Regions from separate parts of the Mus musculus genome. Here region 2 is linked to region 1. Evidence: chromatin contacts called from public HiChIP or PLAC-seq data. All regions are on one chromosome and are shown on one strand. Each heading gives the region's core, a stretch centred on a gene start, on an enhancer-like site or on the middle of the called end of the contact. The rest is flanking DNA. Distances are from core to core; before and after follow the strand shown. Region 1 has its middle 8.5 kb from the start of Gm23144. Region 2 holds the start of Shank3 (SH3 and multiple ankyrin repeat domains 3).

Region 1 (3,456 bases), core at 414-2,913:
CTTGCCTTCTGCTTTCTACCCTGGGCTAACAGAAAGCCCTGACCAGATTCCTGCACCCCCAAATTAGACTCTCCCTGGCTTTTAGAGCTATGAGCCATTGCAGTTCTGCTTGTGAATGACCAGATCTCGGGATCCATGCTGGAAATGCCCACCACAGAGGGGCCCATAGGAGCTTGTGATTAGCCATGCAAATCATGGCAACCACCCTGTGGTTGGTTCATGTTCACCGTCACTTGCCATTTCCATTTTCTCACAGCCATCATCTCTGTGGATATGAAGTGGCATCTGACTGTAGATTTAGACCGCAGTCCCCCAAATCTCTCTTGACTGATACCCCTTCCTGACCCCAGCCCAGCTCATGTCTTGCTGAGTTGACTCTCATCACCCCACCCCCACACGCAGTTGGACTTGGCTGGAGAAACCTGCACCTTCTGTTCTAATCTCCCCTGGCCAAACTCTAGCATCCCGCCCTGCCTGTCCTCTCCCGCTTAACTTTCTCCTAGCAGGATCCCTCTCCAGTCACCGTTTCCCCACCAGTATTACAAACCCACTCTCCTGTTAACAGGTCTCCGTTGACCACCAGCTGCAGGACTCCAGACAGAGCAAGCTCCGTACGGTGTGTCAGGCTAGCTTTCACACTGCCTCTGTGGCCAGTACACAGTTCCTGGACCCACCCTCTTGGCCCACCTCCCTTGGTAGACCTAGGACTCCAGTCAGGGTCTCTATCCCATAACAACCATCCACCTTAATTAAGACAGGCTCTCTCACCAGGACTTATTTAAGCTAGGCTGAGTGGCCATTGAGCCCTAAGGAGCTAAGGAGCTTCCTCCTGTCTCTGCACCACCACACTGTTTTTGTTGTTGTTGTTTGGTTGTTTGGTTGTTTTTCTTCACATGGATGCTGGAAGGTTTAATTCGGAGGCTTGTGCTTGCTCACCAAAAGCTGTATTAAGTGAGCCACGTCCCAAGCCCCTCCTTCTCACAGTGGTGTCTTTGATGTGGCCCACTGAGGACACATCCTATGTTTGCCCTTATGCTCCAGTGTTTCCCACAGCATCCCCTTTTGCTCCAGTGATAGGTCCAGCTCTGCTCAGGAGCTGTCACCAAGTTCTGGGCTTATCATCCCCTATTTTTTACCTTACCTATCAGGCTAAGGTCAGTGTCCAGCTCTACCTCAGTGCTATATGAGTGACTTGGTTGACTCAACATCCATTTATTATCGTGCAGTTTGAGTGGGTCTGAACCTCAGCTGTGGTTTAGCTGCCTCCCTTCATCTTGAGGTGCCCACAACCAGGTGTCTGTTGGGCTGCGGTGGTCTCAAGGGCTATAGGACCTAGTATGGAATGGAAGGCAAACTCTCATACAAGTTTTTGCCTTCAGGGTCCTGGGAGCAGTGAACTTTTTGGGTGAGTCATTAGTCCATTTCCCAGAACAGCTCTAAGGACCAGACACTCCGGTGTCTGCATGCATACACACCTTCTGATCCTGTCCCTGTGGGTCACTGCTGGCTGCTGGCGTGAGGGCTGTATGTTCTGGGGTTCTAGATGCTCACACTACAGAGGTTCCTGGGGGCATTGTGCTGACAAGCCAGGACTCGGTTCTCTGAGGGGACTATGGAGACTCAGAGCCCTAGTGGAGAGAGTGGTGGTGAAGCTGAGTGTAGTGGTGTAGGACCAGAAAAAAGTGTGGGGGAGGAGGCTGAGGGCAAAGTGACTCATTCTCTCTCTCTCTCTCTCTCTCTCTCTCCCTCTCCCTCTCCCTCTCCCTCTCTCTCTCCTCCTCCCTCTTCCCCTCCCTCCTTGTTCCTCTCCCCCTCTCCCCCCTCTCTCTCTCACACACACATACACACGCACACACACAGACTGCTACCCTGCATGGGGCTCACTGTGGCCCATGAACAGCTGCAGCTTTGTGTCTTCAGAAACAGGAGGCGGCAGCGGCCTCAGCCACTCCAGACACCCAGGCGCTGCTTGCAACCCCAGAGTTAATGTGCTAAGCATCCTGGGCTGGTTCTTGTTTCCCCCACACATGGCCTCTGCTGTACAGGGCCACCGTGCAAGGGACCTGGGGTTTTCGATGAGGACCCTGGGGTGGGGCAGGGTACCTTCATGTACACAATGTCATTCATTCACTCTCTCAGTCTGTCATTCACACTCATTCATTCACTCTCTCTCATTCTCTCACACTCATTCATCATTTGTTCACTCACTCATTTATTCACTTACCCTCATTCATTCACTCATTACTCATTCATTCACTCATTACTCATTCATTCATTCATTCATTCACTCATTACTCCATTCATTCATTCACTTGTTACTCCTTCATTCATTCACTCCTTCATCTTTCACTTATTATTTACTAATCCTTTGCTATTCGTTCATTCATTTATTCATCATTCCTCACTCTCTTGCCCTGCTCATGATCATGAGTAGTAGTTCCCTTTCCTGCTGTTGTGTGGCCCAACTGACACTTCCACAGGGGACTACAGGGTTCCCCCTTGACAAGTAGATTCCACAGAGAATGGCCCTCACTTCCCTTCCTTTTCTCAATACTGTAGGTTTCTGGCTTTTGTGCTCATTTCTGCAGACAGATCCTTGGACTTGGGAAAGCTCGGGAGGGCTGGGCCCATAACGTCATAGCACACACCACTGAGCTCCACTGTATGTCTGGCCTAGTGTGGCTAATAAATCCCCTTTACAACAGGGGACATTGCCATGAAGGTGGTCTTGGATGGTGGGGAGAAGACTGTAGAACATTCAAAAACCACAGGGGACTAGGCACAGGACCATAGCATGCAGCTGGGACCACGGATGTTGCATCTGGACTATGAGTACTAGGGTTGGACCAGGAACCTTGACCTAGGCAGTAACGGTTTTCCTGCAGCCCCCAGCTCTCCCAGTCCTTCAGGTGGCATCAAGGTCGATTTGTCCAAACCACCCACCTTCCTGCCTGCCTGGCCTTCTGCCTTCACTGTCGACTCCTGCTTCTCTCATAGCAAACCCTACCAGCCCCACCACTCTCATCCTTCTCAGTAGCTGCCTGAAGTGGCCAGTGGCTTCAGCCACCAGAAGGCTCCCTCCATAGCAGCTTGAGAACAGTACAGAATTAAGGTGTGAGACTGCTGTGGCTGGTGGGGGCTGGTGGGTTAGGGAGGGGGAGAGGGAGTCAGCCAGGCCCAGGTGAACCCCCATCTCCTGCCCCAGAGTAGTACCCTACCTCCTCACCATCGACACAGCCCAACCCTCACCTGGACATGGCACAAGAGGTGTTCGGTGGTCCCTGAGATGGACATGCAGATAGAGCAGAGAAGCCAGCAAGAGGAGGGGCTGCATCTGAGACCCTTCTTAGACAGATTGGAGAGCCATCCTGTTGGCAGTCAGTCTACACAACATTGCTGGTCCTGACTCTGCAGTGCCAGGCACCACACAGTGCCTCACAGCTGTCTGGGTAGGGC
Region 2 (3,487 bases), core at 264-2,763, 660 kb before region 1:
AAAACTCTACTGCTCTCCCAAGATCTGAAACTAAGCTTCTCCTAGACACTTCCACTCCAAGTAGAAATAACCCAATTCCTGGTGGAAATTCCATGAGGGTCAGACCAACTTTGACCTTGGTGTATACACACACACACACACACACACACACACAGGACGAGCCCTTCCTATTGAGACTAGGTCTCCGTCCCTATGGAATGGCACTCAAATCACCTTTATATGTCACAAATGGTGTTAATATTATTTTGGGCTAACCTCAGAAGACATGGGAGTGAGTGGCAAGAGGAGGCAAATGTGCACACAAGTGACACTGTTCGCACCACATGACCCCTAACGCACTCACTCTTAAACCGCTCGCACCACACACACGCCCCGAGTGCAGTGCATGTGTGGCATGCATGTGCTCATTGTGTGCTGTCCAGATTGCTCGCTGCAAGCGCTCTACACACGGCGCTCACACTGTTTCTCCATGCTTAAGCTGCAACACACCACTTACCACACAGGCAGCTTGCACTTCACCCTGCCCACTGCACTCGAGGTGTACCCACCTCGGTCTCTCAGCACACTGCTCAGGCTGCACACAGCCCCCCACCGCGCCTGTCGCCAACTCCTCCCGGCCTGCCCTTCTACTGCTCCAGCCACGGAGCTCAAAGATCACACCCTGAGCGCTCCATTCCACCCCCACCCCAGTCGGCCCAGCACCTCCAGATAGGGCAGGGGCGTGTCCAGGTTAGGCGGGTAGTCCTGTAAGAGCCGCTCTTCATCCAGGAACTTGCCGGCGCGACCCCGGGAGGGAGGCTGGAATAGCCCGTAGTTGAGCGCGTCTTGAAGGCTATGATTGAGGGCGCAGAGCACACGCTGCTTGGCGGCCCACACGGGCGCGGTTGGGTCCAGACGCAGGCACTTCTGCAGCGGAGCGAGTCGTGAGCCCGGACCTGCGGGCGCAGGGCCCCGCGCCCCGGGCCCCGCTTTGGAGGGCTAGTTGGGGAGCGAGAGCAGGGACCCCGCGCCACCGCGCAGAGGCCGAGGCCCCGCCCCGGGGCTGGGCTTCCAGGGCCCCGCCCCGGCGATGGGGAGGGTCCCGCGGAGGCGGCGGGGGAGGGGCGAGTGGCCACGGCCGGGGGTCCTGGCGCAGGGCGCGCCCGGCGGGGGTCACCGCTAGCGGGCCACACAGGGGTACGGCGAGATCGCAAAGGCTCACCGTTTGTTGCAGGTCCGGGATGCCGACGCGCACGACCACGGCGCTGGCCCCGGGGCCGTCCATCCCGGTGCTAGCGCCCGGGCCCGGACTGTTCCCGGCGGAGAGAGGAGCGCACGGGGACTCCGCGCGGCGCCCTGGCCCCCCCTGACCCCCCGCAAGAGCCCCGCCGACCGCGCTACGCGGGAGGGGGCCGGGGGGGGCCGGGGCCGGGGCCAGCGCGGGGGACAGCGGCTCCGGGGGCTCCGCAGGCGCAGCGGCGGCGGCGACGGCGGCACGGTTTAGCTGCATCGGCCCCGGCTTCGAGCGGCGCCTGCCTTCCCCGGGGGCGGGGGCGGCGGGGGGAGGGGGCCCGAGCCCGGAGCGGAGCGGAGGCGGGGAGGGGGCCGCGCCGGAGGCGGGGATGGGAAGCCCGGGGCCGGGAAACTGGGGTCCCCCGCGGGGTCGGGGCGGCGTGGGCGTGTGGTGCAGAGGGCGGGGGCCGGGGGCCCGCGCCGAAGAGGGGGGGGGTTGGCTGTCGAGGGGGAGTGGCTGACACAGCGGGGGGATGGCACGCCGCGCTTCCGCTGCAGGCGAGCGTCGCAGACCACCGTACTGGGGTGACGGAGGGTTCTAGAGCTGGGTGGGGAACGCGTCGGGGCAAGAGGACCCACAGGCCGACTGAGAGGGAGAGACAAGCAGGAAAATTGGTGACCCGGGGTGGAAATCTCCCCAGTCTGCCGACCCCACTCCAGACCCCAAGGAGGTGGTGGGGTCACCCGAGCACGGTGCTGGGTGGGAGTCGGAGGGCTGCAAACCCCAGGCGCGAGCAGGGCGGAGCTGCAGTCCACGGGAGCTCCCCCCAGACCAACCCTTCTAACCGCGCCCAGGGTGTTCCTCTCGGCCCCCACCACAACCGAGTTTGGGGAGTCTGTCCGGACTCTGCGGGCCTCCCGCACCTTGGGTAGCCCAACCTTGCAGCTGGTCGCCCCCTCCCCGTCACCTTAGCGACAGCAGGCTGGGGGCGCGACCTACGAGGAAAGGCTTAGGGGAGGGGGCGCCACTAGTCTCCACCTGCGGCGGGGAACTGAATTTTAGTTTCACACGTTGTCGTGGCAACGCGGGAGGGGGTGACGAGTGGGCGGGGAGGGGAGCGCTGCGAGTGAACCAACTCAGGCGCCGCCCGCGTGGCGTGCCAGCCTTAGCCCGGCGCTGCCTCGGAAGTGCCCAACGCACGGGGGCCTAGCTCCCAAGGCCCAGAAAGGTGTAGCCCCTGAATGGATGAATTGCCCTACTCGGTAGTGTCTACTGCCTTCCACTGCACTCTCCCGCATACCTAGACTTACACCTCACCCCCTAAAGGCCCCAGAGAGCCACTCATCGGTGGCGGCACAAACTGGACAGCTTTTGTGGAGCAGCCTGGCCGGGAACTCTGCCAGTGGCAGAAAGCATCCCCTTAGCCACAGCCTCTCCTACCTTCTCCGTGAGCAACCCTGGATCGCCCACAAAACTGGCTATTCCTGCGCATCCCAGGAATAACCCTGGACTACCCTGGTCCTATACACGATAGAGCCTCCCCAGATCCCACCCCCTGACCACCTGGGTCACCTCAGAAATGCCCTCACCCCACACAGAACAGTGATTGGCTTAGACTGCCCCCCCCCAGAACAGCCTGCACTCCCCCACGGATCCTCCACTTTCCCAAAATGTTTCATGACTCCATATAGGGCTCTCTGACCAATCGCAACCACACAGCATTGTCCTCCATGGACCACCTGGCTCACTCCCACATCCCTACCCCTTGAGGGAGAGCCTTCTCCCTAAAGAACCTCCCTTAAAAAACCCGCTTACCCGGCAGAGCTGAGTCTCCAGTGCCTCTGTACGTCTGTTCCCTGCTACCCTCAAGCCTGGGTGGACCCCTCCGTGCTTGGGGAAGTGAAGCCCCAGTAGGCTCTGACCTCCAAGCCCCTCCCAAGGTGTGCCTGAGTGGTGCAACTTAGGGTACCCTAGGGCTTAGGGCAGGATGTCAGAGGAGCAGGAGAGGAAAGAGTCTCCCTTATCTCCAGGAAGCACCTTGGGAAGCTCGGGGCTGGGTTTCCTGTGTTCCAACCCAGAGAGGAAACTCTGCTTCCTGACCCTGGAGTCTCTAACATCTTCCTCCCTTGCCTCTTTCCTCTCCGCCTTGACCCCTGCCCCAACTCCCTCTGGCTAAACCCAGTCCCTCCCATCAAAATCTCCACCCATCTTTTATTTCCAGCTCCCCTTTCCCCTAAACTAGCTGCCTGCTGGTGGAAAATGATGGCTAGAGAT

What was found. HiChIP or PLAC-seq counts read pairs in DNA pulled down with a chosen protein or histone mark.
Region 2: a FOXA1 HiChIP or PLAC-seq map of pancreatic cancer cells shows a contact between it and region 1. The contact joins the promoter of Shank3 here to the enhancer-like site in region 1. A contact is called at or near these places in 2 of 39 promoter capture datasets (embryonic stem cells and pre-B cells), 1 of 484 Hi-C or Micro-C datasets (muscle stem cells) and 3 of 115 datasets of contacts at active chromatin or transcription factors (cardiomyocytes, embryonic hindbrain and pancreatic cancer cells).

What each region holds. Positions count from the first base shown.
Region 1 is chr15:88,842,113-88,845,568 of GRCm38.p6, reverse strand. No RefSeq gene overlaps it. Among named protein-coding and RNA genes, the nearest start is that of Gm23144, 8.5 kb to the right of the region's middle. Within about 2 kb of position 1,663, at least 78 of the 459 cell types and tissues checked have an H3K27ac peak or open chromatin away from gene starts, as enhancers often do. A contact at or near this core is called in muscle stem cells and pancreatic cancer cells, where this site is marked.
Region 2 is chr15:89,497,634-89,501,120 of GRCm38.p6, reverse strand. Shank3 (SH3 and multiple ankyrin repeat domains 3) reads right to left here and starts at 1,513. Exons shown (of 22, transcript NM_021423.4): 1 at 1,202-1,513; 2 at 703-906. The coding sequence starts at 1,489.